Regions from separate parts of the Mus musculus genome. Here region 2 is linked to region 1. Evidence: chromatin contacts called from public HiChIP or PLAC-seq data. All regions are on one chromosome and are shown on one strand. The core of a region is the stretch at or near the end of the contact, and the rest is flanking DNA. Distances in the headings are between cores, read along the strand shown.

Region 1 (5,493 bases), core at 1,062-3,561:
GAGTTTTTCTGTTTTGTTTTTTGAGATAGGATCTCACTTAAATCCAGGCTAGTCTTAAACTTCCTACATAATCAAGGATAATTTGGAATTCCTGGCCATCCTACCTCCACCTATCAAGTGCTGGGATCATAAATGACCACACCCCGTTTATATGGCACTAGGAAAGGAACCCAAAGTCTCTTGCATACAAGGCAGGCACCCCACTAGCTATCTCCCCAGCCCATAAGGTAGAGTTTAATTTACCAGTTCTCAAATTTGTCTTAGAATTAGAGACTCGGGGGCTGGAGAAATGGTTCAATGGTTAAGACTGCTCTTCCAGAGGTCCTGAGTTCAATTCCCAACAACCATATAGTGGATTATAACCATCTATAATGGGATCTGATGTCCTCTTCTGGTGTGTCTGAAATCAGCTACAGTATGCTCATATAAATAAAATAAACAAAATCTTAAAAAAAGAAAAAAAAGAATTAGGGCTCAATTCAACAGTGTGTAAATGCAACTGACAGTTAGTGTGCATTCTCAGAGGTTAGGTCATAAAGGAAGTGGTTCTAGGCACTGGAGAGTTCCTCTCACTCTTGCTGTGCCTGCCGAGTGTTTGAGTGTCTGAGTGTCTCGGTTTCTTTTCTTGGTGCTGTGACGGGGCACTCTAACAAGGGCACCTCAGGGTTAATGCGGGCTATAGTTTGCGGTACATCCATTGCTGCTGGGAGCCAAGGCAGCAGAAGCTTGGGGCAGCTGGGCTCAATACAGCCCCAGTTAGGAGGAAGGCAGCTGGGCTCAATACAGCCCCAGTTAGGAGGAAGGCAGCAAGGAGTACTGTGCTCAGCTCAACGGCTCCAATAAAAAATATTGCTTAATTACAGTTGTTTAGTGAGTTTACTTTGTATGCAGAGAGTGCCCAAGTGAAGGTCAGAGGACACTTGCAGGGGTCCACTCGCTCTTTTATTTTTGTTTTTCTCAAGACAGGGTTTCTCTGGGCAGCTCTGGCTGATCTGCAACTCGCTCTGTAGACCAGGCTGGCCTCGAGGTCACAGAGATCTCTGCCTCCCAAGTGATGGAATTAAAGACCTGCAGGTGGGATCAAAGACAGGTTCTTCCAACTCGGCGATAAGCACCTTTAGCCATTAAGCCAGTGGTCTTCCGGGTCCCATAGGAGATATGCTACATATTAGGTAGTTACGTTACTATTTGTAACATTAGCAAAATTACAGTGATGAAGTTTCAACAAAATAATTCTTTGGTTGTGTGTGTGTGTGGGGGGGGGTCACCACAGCAATGAGGGTCGCAGCACTAGGAAGGTTGGGAACCTCTCCCCGCTTTCTTCCTTTTATACAGTCCAAGATGCCTGCCCAAGGAAGGGTGATACCCACAATGGGAGGCCTTTTTTCAGCTCAATTAACTGAATGGAGATAATCCCCACGGACGTGCCCAGAGGCTAACCTTAGCTAGACAATTCCTCCCTGGTGTGAAGCCGATTGTCTCAGGGGTGAGTGTGGACCCCGTGAACATCACACTCGGCAAGCAAGAGGGTCTGGCACAGGCTGTCTCAAAAACCAAGGGGAAGGCGAAGGGTTCAGTAGGACCTACCCTTAACAGAGAACTCGGCGATTTTTTAGCAGCAGCAGCAGCAGCTGTGAGGTCTGGAGAGTGAGGGATCCAGAAAGAGTTGGAGGGGGACATGGCAGGTGGATACAATCGAAATCCATCATATTTATGTATGAAGTTACTGAAGAATACATACATAAAATAAATATGAGCTGGCAGTGGTGGCACCTGATGGGAGGCTGGAGAGATGGCTCAGCAGTCGTCAGGAGCACTTGCTGCTCTTGCAGAAGACCTGGGTTTGGAGCCCTGTGGCTGCACACAACTCCAGTTTCAGGGATCTGATGCTCTCTCCTGATCTCCCTGGGCACTGCACATACACGGCACACTTACATACGTGCCAACAAGCTTTTAAAATAAAAATAGATAAATAAGGTGGAAAGCTGTTAAGAAAGATGCCTATCATTGAACTCCAGCTTACACACACACACAAACACACACACAGGGATGGGGATAGATGGGTACTTCCACTACATTGTCTTGGATCATCCATTCTGGGGAAAGTCAGCTGCCACATCATTGGAACTTTTCAGACAGCCTGGGGAGAGGGCCACACAGGAGGAAGAGAGGCAGGCTGCCAACAATCCAGTCCTAACCTGCTTGCCAGGTGAGCGAGTGAGTCATCGCGGAACAGCCAGCATCAGTCAAGCTCACAGGTGACTTCAACTCTCTAGCCTCAGGACTTCCATCTGAGGCCCCAGACGCCACCTTGGAGCTGAGCCAAGTCAATCCCGTCATGCCCTGCGTTGCCAGCCCACAGAACCATGAGACAGTAAAGGAGAGCTGTCATTTTAAAACACTAAGCTTCAAGGTAATTTGTAGCGCAGCAAAGATAAGAGAAGCAATGAGAGCGGTACACTCAGCGCTGAAGGTACACAAAGAATAGGTACTTAGCTTAAGTACCCTCTCCCCCCTCTCTCTCCCTCTCTCTCTGTGTTGCTAGGAACTTTTGTATGCTAGGCAATGACTCTACTGCTTAGTCACATCCACGCCTCCAGCCCCTCACTGAGGGATTCTATAGTCAAAGCAGTGGGCACTTGGGGTGTTGGGGGAGGAAGTGGGAGGAAGGGGGAGGAAGGGGGAGGAAGGGGGAGGAAGGGGAGGAAGGGGGAGGAAGGGGGAGGAAGGGGGAGGAAAGGGGCGGTGCAGCACAGCAAAACAGAAGCCATCAGCAAGGGCCTAGGGGTGTGGCTCTGGGCTTGAACCTTGGCCTAGAATCTCCCGGTGAGGGGTTTGGAAATGTAGGTACTTGGTAACACACTTGCCTAGAGTCCCCCAGTGAGGGGCTGGGGGCGTGGCTCAGTGGTAGAGCCCCTGCCTAGAATCCCCCAGTGAGGGGCTGGGGGCGTGGCTCAGTGGTAGAGCCCCTGCCTAGAATCCCCCAGTGAGGGGCTGGGGGCGTGGCTCAGTGGTAGAGCCCCTGCCTAGAATCCCCCAGTGAGGGGCTGGAGGTGTGGCTCAGTGGTAGAGCCCCTGCCTAGAATCCCCCAGTGAGGGGCTGGGGGCGTGGCTTAGTGATAGAGTCCCTGCCTAGAATCCCCCAGGGAGGGGCTGGGGGGCGTGGCTTAGTGGTAGAGCCCCTGCCTAGAATCCCCTAGTGAGGGGTTGGGGGCATGGCTCAATGGTGAAGCCCCTTGCCTAACATGCACAAATCCATGAGTTCCGTCCTCAACATGGAAGGGTATGAGAAACAGTCTCCTACCGAGAACGAGGTGCGAAACAAGGTGACTAAGTTCCTACCAATGCCCAAGGATGGTCGGTCTTCTGGAGAGGTTAAACGAAGCTGACTCCACCCCAGAGAACATAAGGCAGCTAAGGCCAAGGGGATTTACCATAGCGAGGGAGACCTTCAGTAGTCCTCTCCTTGAACCAACCCACTGACTTTAAATTCTAGGAGCCAGGATTCCCACATCATCTTCCTCCACGCCCCATCTGTGATTGATGGTGTCCTCTCTGGAAGAAGTACCTGCTGCAAGGGTATTGATAGATAAACAGAGAACTGAAGGTCAAATCAGCTTTTGGATGATTTGTTTCCCCCCAAATCAGACAGGAACCAAAACAACAAAGACAAATGTGAGTTGGAGGAAGCAGGAGCGAAACCAGACGAAACTCTTTTGAAACAGTAACATTGTTGCTTGCTGGATTAGGTAAGAATAGATTCTTGCTCCCTGAAGCCAGAATCAAGAACTTCGGGAAGATTAGCAGTGATGAAAGAGTCAAGGGGCCAAGCAATGGCTCGGTGGGTAAGGATGCTTGCTGCACACGCATGAGCTGATTCTGCATCACCAGGATCCATGTCAAAACCAGGTGAGTGAGCCTACGACTTCCTCCTCGTGAGGGACAGACAGGAGAACTGCGGGGGGGGGGGGGGGGGGGGCTTCTGGCAGCCAGCTGAGCTGTAGGCTCTGTGAGAGACCCTGGCTCAAGGGCTAGGAAATAAAGATGAAAAGAAAGTCTCTTAAACAGTAGAACAGAGCTGGGTGTGGTCGAGTACGATTTTTAAATCCAGCACTCATGAGGCAGTGGCAAATGGGTCTCTGTGAGTTCAAGGCCACCCTGTGCTACATAGTGAATTCCAGGACAGCCAGGGCTGAGTTTTGAGATAGGTCTTTTCTTCTTTTTTCCTTTTTCCTTTTTCCTTTTTCCTTTCCCCTTTCCTTTCCTTTCCTTTCTCTCTCTCTCTCTCTCTCTCTCTCTCTCTCTCTCTCTCTCTCTCTCTCTCTCTCTCTCTTTCTTTTTCCGAGACAGGGTTTCTCTGTGTAGCCTTGGCTGTCCTGGAACTCACTCTGTAAACCAGGCTGGCCTCGAACTCAGAAATCTGTCTGCCTCTGCCTCCTGAATGCTGGGATTAAAGGCGTGCGCCACCACACCTGGCCTCTTTTTTTTTTTTTTTTTTTAAGTTTTAATTCACTAGCAAGACACTGGAGCACCTAAGTTTGAGCCTACATCAGCTATAGAATGAGCCCCAAATTGTCCTGAGTTATAAAATGAGAATGTCTCAAAAAATAAAATAAACAAATGAATAAATAGAACATTTATGTTGCACATCTGTAACCCAAAAATGTAGGCATTGAGAACAAGGGGACCAGGAGTTTAAAGTCATGTTTGAGTATGTAATGAATTCCAGGCTAGCCTAGACTACAGGAGACTGTTTAAAACAATCCAAAAGAAAGAGCGAAAAGAAAACCAGGAAGTGGGGCTCTAGGGCCATGCTCAGTGGGCAGAACACATGTCTAGACTATGTGGTTCTGTGGGTCCAATCCCCAGAAGAACAAGCCGGGCTTAGAGATGCTCTTCTGTAATTCTCCTACGAGGGAGGAGGAGGAGGAGGCAGGAGGAAAAGGAACTAACGGTTATTCCTGACTGTATAGCAGTTTCAAAACAATCCTGGGCTACATGTGACCTGATCCCAAAACTAAATACAACAAAAACTTCATAAAGATAAAACTATAAGGTGAAAAATTATCAGAGACATAACTGTAGAAGATGGGCGGCCTAGAATAGCCAATGTTTCTGGATGAAGAGGACACACGTGCGCGCGCGCACACACACACACACACACTACAATGGGTCATAATGAAACCATATAACAATAAAACATGGAACATAGGTGCCATGACACCAGTGTGCCCAGTGACACACACAAGTCTCCCGACATACAAGCAAATAAATAAATAAATAAATAAATAAATAAATAAAATATTTTTAAAACTTTATTTTTTATTATGTATGTGTGGGTATGTATGGGCATGTACATATGTGCATATGTACATGTGTGTATGTATGACTATGCACATGTGAGCGTGTCAGATCCTCCTGGAGTAGAATTATAGATGCCATGTGGGTGCTGGGAAATTGAACCTGGGTCCTCTGCAAAAGGATGTGCTCTTA
Region 2 (4,945 bases), core at 2,160-4,659, 72 kb after region 1:
ATGGTTTGTATATGCTTGGGCCAGGGAGTGGCACTATTAGGAGGTGTGGCCTTGTTGGAGTAGGTGTGTCACTGTGGGTGTGGGCTTTAAGACCCTCATCCTACCTGCCTGGAAGCTAGTATTCTGCTAGCAGCCTTCAGATGAAGATGTAGAACTCTCAGCTTCTCCAGCACCATGCCTGCCTGGATGCTGCCATGTTCCTGCCTAGATGATACTGGACTGAACCTCTGACCCAGTAAGCCAGCCCCAATGAAATGTTGGCCTTTATGAGAGTTGCTTTGGTTATGGCATCTGTTCACTACTAATACACTCCTCTTGCAGAGGACCCAGGTTCGCTTTCCAGCACCCACATCAGGCAGCTTACTGCCTGCAACTCTGGTCCCAGGGAATCCGATAGTCTCTCTCTCTCTGTCTTTGAAGGGCACCTGCAGGCATGTGGTGCACATATATGCACTCAGGCACACAAGCATACACACAAAATAAAAAAGTAAAGTAGATTAGATTAGGCAGGCCTTGAACTCAGAGATCCAACTGCCTCTGCATCCCAAGTGCTGGGACTAAAGGTGTGCAGCACCACCACTGCCCAGCTATTTTCTTTTAAACAAAAGCTCTCATGGATCCAGGTTGGCCCCCAACATCCTATGTACAAAGCAATTACTGTGAACTACTAAGTCTACTGCCTCCATCTCTGGGGTACTGAGATTACAGGTGTACACCACCACAACTGGTTTTATGAAGTGCTGGAGATGGAACCCAGAGTCTCATGCATGCTAGGCACCCTCTGACAGAGTCTCTCTTACAGCCAAGGCTAGCTGTGAACTTGTGATCTCCCTGGCTGGGGTTACACGCATGATCACATCCTGCCTTCCCCGGGCATCTCTCTGAGGCGCCCATTTCTACAATTCCACAGATGGCAGGTGTGGATAAGCAGCTCAGAGTACGCCTTACGGGGTTCTAACCTCCCTGGGGCCACATTTCCAGTCCTACCTTCTTTCCTCATTGCACAAAGCTGGGGCTGGGGGTGGAGCCAGAGCTGGCTTGGAAGCGATGTGTGCAAGACCAGGTGGTTGGGGCTGCAGTCTGGACAGACAGAGAACTGCATCTTGGAAACACCTCTTTCCCCAAACATCAGGGCCTTTTGCCAGAATCCTTGACACCCCATTCATCAGCTGCCAAAACAATAAAAGGGGAACCTGGCAGGATGTTGTAAAGGACATACAGGGGAGGAGAGAGAATTCTGAGTGCCAGGAACTAGGAGGGCAGGAAGACAAAGCTAGGACCCAGTACAAACCCACCCCTGAGCTACAGCACAGTCCCCGCCCACTTGAAATTGTAACCTTTATTTTTAGATGTGGGTGTGGACTAGCTCATGCTATAACCTGTGTGTCAGTCGGAGGACAGCTTGCTGGAGCTGGTTTTCTTCCACTGTGTGGTTCCCAGGGAACAAATTCAGGTTCCCATTACAGATGGTTGTGAGCCACCATGTGGTTGCTGGAAATTGAACTCAGGACCTCTGGAAGAGCAGTCAGTGCTCTTAATCGCTGAGCCATTTCTCCAGCCCACACTTTTTTTTTTTTTAAAGTGGGTCAGGCAGTGATGGCACACACCTTTAATTCCAGAACTTGGGAGGCAGAGGCAGGCAGATTTGTAAATTCAAGGCCAGCCTGGTCTACAAAATGAGTTCCAGGACAGCCAGGGCTACACAGAAAAACCCTGTCTGGACCCCCTCCCCCCCCAAAAAAAAGTGGAAAGTGAAATTCATTACGCACATCCACACACACACACACACACACACACACACACACACACACATACACACACACACACCATTCATTGCCCAGGTCTTGTATTTGACCTAACATCCTTGAAACTACCAGGTAAGTCTTTTTGAAAAGTACAAACAGCTTCCCCAGCCCAAAGGCTGACTCCTCCGAGGTCTGTAGCAGACGTGGCCTCTCTGCTCCGACCTGATGTTCCCAGCTGGGTGTTTGAGAGATAACCTTGATTTATGATTGTCTGTGTTCCTTGTTCATGTAAGAACTTTATGACCCCATTACCATATTTGGGTGTGGTATTTGGGGAGATCTGAATTTGTTTCTGGACTATAGTCGCTCTCCTTTTGGTTTCACCAGAAATGATCTTATTACCTTTAAGGTTCCAGCTGTGTTTTGCATTATAAGGAGAAACCCTCTTAGTCACAGGAGTTACAGGCTTATCCAAATGCAGACTCCGAGTACTGGTCACCTGCCTTCACAACCATCAGCATTAGCTGCCGGCTTTCTTTTAATGCGTATGTGCTAAATGAATGCTGCACATCTGTGTGTGTAGGTGCAGTCTCCCCATTTATGTGTGTGTGTGTAGAGGCCAGAAATGAACATCAAGGTGTCTTCCTCTATCACTGCCCACCTTATTTGTTAAGGCAGGGACTCGATGTGAGCCTGGAGCTCCATGTTTTGGCTAGGTTGGCTGGCCATTGAGCCCCGGGGGTTATTGGGTTTTACACAGATGCAGACGCAGGGGATCCAAACTCAGATTCTTTCTTATTCGTTCCTTTCCTTTGTTTTTGCTTTTCAAGACAGGGTTTCTCTGTGTAGCCCTGACTGTCCTGGAACTCACTCCGTAGACCAGGCTGGCTTCGAACTCAGAAATCCGCCTGCCTCTGCCTCCCAAGTGCTGGGATTAAAGGCGTGTGCCACCACGGCCCAGCTGCTTCTAACTCCTAAGCCGTCATTGCTTTTTAAAAATGTCTCTGTGTGTTGTGTGTATGTGGTGGTGTGGTTTGGTGGACTGAGAGACTAGGATGTGGATTTTCCTTAGTCTAAGTGTGCATCAGAGGACAACAGAAAGGAGTCAGTTCTCTCCTTCCACCACGTGTGACCCTGGAATTGTCAGTCTTGATGGCAATCGCCTTTACCCTCTGAACCAACCCCCAGGATATGGATTTAAAATTAAGGCAATATTCCGTCAATTCCCTTAGTACTTCCTTATGCAAATATCAGAATCCAGGGATTTTGCAACGAATCTGCTTCCACGTACAGGGAAGATTTGATCGGCGTTCAAAAATGACCAAAACCTTCAGGAAGGGGGGTGGGGGCGCCACTCGGGACCTCTAGATGCGAGAGCAGCGAGGATATTGTTACAGTGAAAGAGGACTAACGCTTTAATCCCAGAACAAATGAGCATTAGAGTCTGACAGGCAAAGACGCCACACCCCCGTTCCCTAAGGAAAAGTAGTCTAGATAGGAATCCGTAGAGTACCTAGGGCACCGTCGCTCTAACGCCCCGCCTTAAAGGCGAAGTTAGCGTGTGAGGGCGGAAGTGCGTCCGGAAGCTGGAGGGCGGAGCGGTGGGAATGACGTCCAGGAGCGCCAATGGAGTGGCGCGGCGGGCGTGTCTTACTCCGGTGGGTAAGGGCTAACGGTTTCCGGTAGTGGTAGCCCCGGAGGGTGGGAGAAAAGAGGAGACCCCGCGTCCTGAAACCCCGAGCCTTTAGAACAAGATGATGGGCTTCGGGGCGTCTGCGTTAGAGTCCATTGAAGGCGAAGAGGCCCTGGAGGTCCCGGGGCCACCCCCGGAGCCGCGAGCCCCGGAACCCCGAGCCCCAGAGCCCGAGCCGGGCTTGGACTTGAGCCTTAGCCCGAGCCCGCTGCCCGAAAGTCCGAAGGCGCGGAAGAGCAGCCCGGGTCAGCGGAAGGGGCGGCGGGGCGGTAGCCGGAGGGGGCGGCAGGTGAGCGGCGTGAAGGCCCGGCCCCCCGCCCGCCGAGCGCCCCGGGATCTGCAGCTCACGGTTCCGCCCTCCACTCCCAGGTTCGTTTTCAACTGGCGCCGCCCTCCCCGGTGCGGTCCGAGCCGCTGCTGGTGGCCGGTGCACCGGGCGACGATCATGAGCTGGAGGCACCGGCCCTGCAGAGCAGCCTGGCTTTGAGTCTGGAGCTGCAGAACGCGCGCGCCGCTGTCGCCAGCGGCCAGTTTGATGCCTCCAAGGCGGTAGAGGAGCAGCTGAGAAAGTCGTTCCGGACCCGCTGTGCCCTGGAGGAGACCGTGGCGGAGGGTGAGGGGGGCAGGCGGCCGGCCGGGCGCGGTGGTCTGGGTGAAGGGCGATCCTCAGTCCCGCCTTCCCTGCGCTCGCAGGGTTGAACGTGCCGCGCTCTAAGCGACTCTACCGAGACCTGGTGAGTCTGCAGGTGCCCGAGGAGCAGGTACTGAACGCGGCGCTGAGGGAGAAGCTGGCGATGCTGCCACCGCAGCCCCGAGCCCCGCCCCTGAAGGTGAAGGAAGGGATGCAGGGACCTGGACATCCCTCTACCCCCTGGGCTCTCTTCCTCCACCTCGAGTGTAACCTGCTTCACCTTCCCATAGGAGGTGCTCGGGCCGGGCCCAGACATGACCATGCTGTGCAACCCAGATTCTCTGTGGTCCGAATCTCCGCACTTGACAGTGGATGGGCTGCCCCCACTAAGGCTTCAAGCCCGGCCCCGCCCTTCAGAAGATACCTTTCTCATGCATCGGATGCTGAGGCGCTGGGAAGCGTAGCCCTCATAACTCTGGAATGCTAGTCTGTAATTTTGTTAGTTTTTTTTTTTTTTATAATAGAATAAAATGTTTCCCCCCCTAAATTACCGAACTGTTCTTGGGAGTTTAGATAGGATTAAACTGCTTCAGGGTCTTCTACCCTTTTCCTGCCCCGACCCCCATGGCAAGTGGAAAGCACTGTCCCAAGTGTGGGGTCAGACCTTCCTCTCCATTTAAATCCCCAGCTTTAGTTATTAGAACTTGAGCCTTAGCCTGACACCGAGGCTCCAAGAATGTCCCAGCACTTGGGAGGCTGAGGCAGAAGGATTCTATGTCCAAGGACAGTCTGAGTTACACAAATTATTTTGATACGGTTTCAGGCAGGGTAGGTTCAGATGAGTGGTAGTACCTGGGGAAAGCATGTACAAAGCCC

The links. HiChIP or PLAC-seq counts read pairs in DNA pulled down with a chosen protein or histone mark.
Region 2: a contact with region 1 is called in an H3K4me3 HiChIP or PLAC-seq map of bone marrow-derived macrophages, with 2.3 times the contacts expected there. The contact joins the promoter of Ppp1r35 here to the enhancer-like site in region 1. A contact is called at or near these places in 3 of 39 promoter capture datasets (the HPC-7 cell line, neutrophils and pre-B cells), 6 of 484 Hi-C or Micro-C datasets (bone marrow-derived macrophages, embryonic stem cells, morula and 1 more), 9 of 115 datasets of contacts at active chromatin or transcription factors (the SCID.adh cell line, bone marrow-derived macrophages, double positive thymocytes and 5 more) and 3 of 9 other capture datasets (adipose tissue, liver and pancreatic islet).

Annotation. Positions count from the first base shown.
Region 1 is chr5:137,704,785-137,710,277 of GRCm38.p6, forward strand. No RefSeq gene overlaps it. Among named protein-coding and RNA genes, the nearest start is that of Gm15498, 17 kb to the left of the region's middle. Within about 2 kb of position 2,312, at least 148 of the 459 cell types and tissues checked have an H3K27ac peak or open chromatin away from gene starts, as enhancers often do. A contact at or near this core is called in the HPC-7 cell line, the SCID.adh cell line, bone marrow-derived macrophages and 9 more, where this site is marked.
Region 2 is chr5:137,775,495-137,780,439 of GRCm38.p6, forward strand. It overlaps Ppp1r35 (protein phosphatase 1, regulatory subunit 35), which reads left to right and starts at 3,410. Exons shown (of 4, transcript NM_027242.5): 1 at 3,410-3,727; 2 at 3,808-4,051; 3 at 4,132-4,268; 4 at 4,360-4,613. The coding sequence starts at 3,500. The coding sequence ends at 4,533.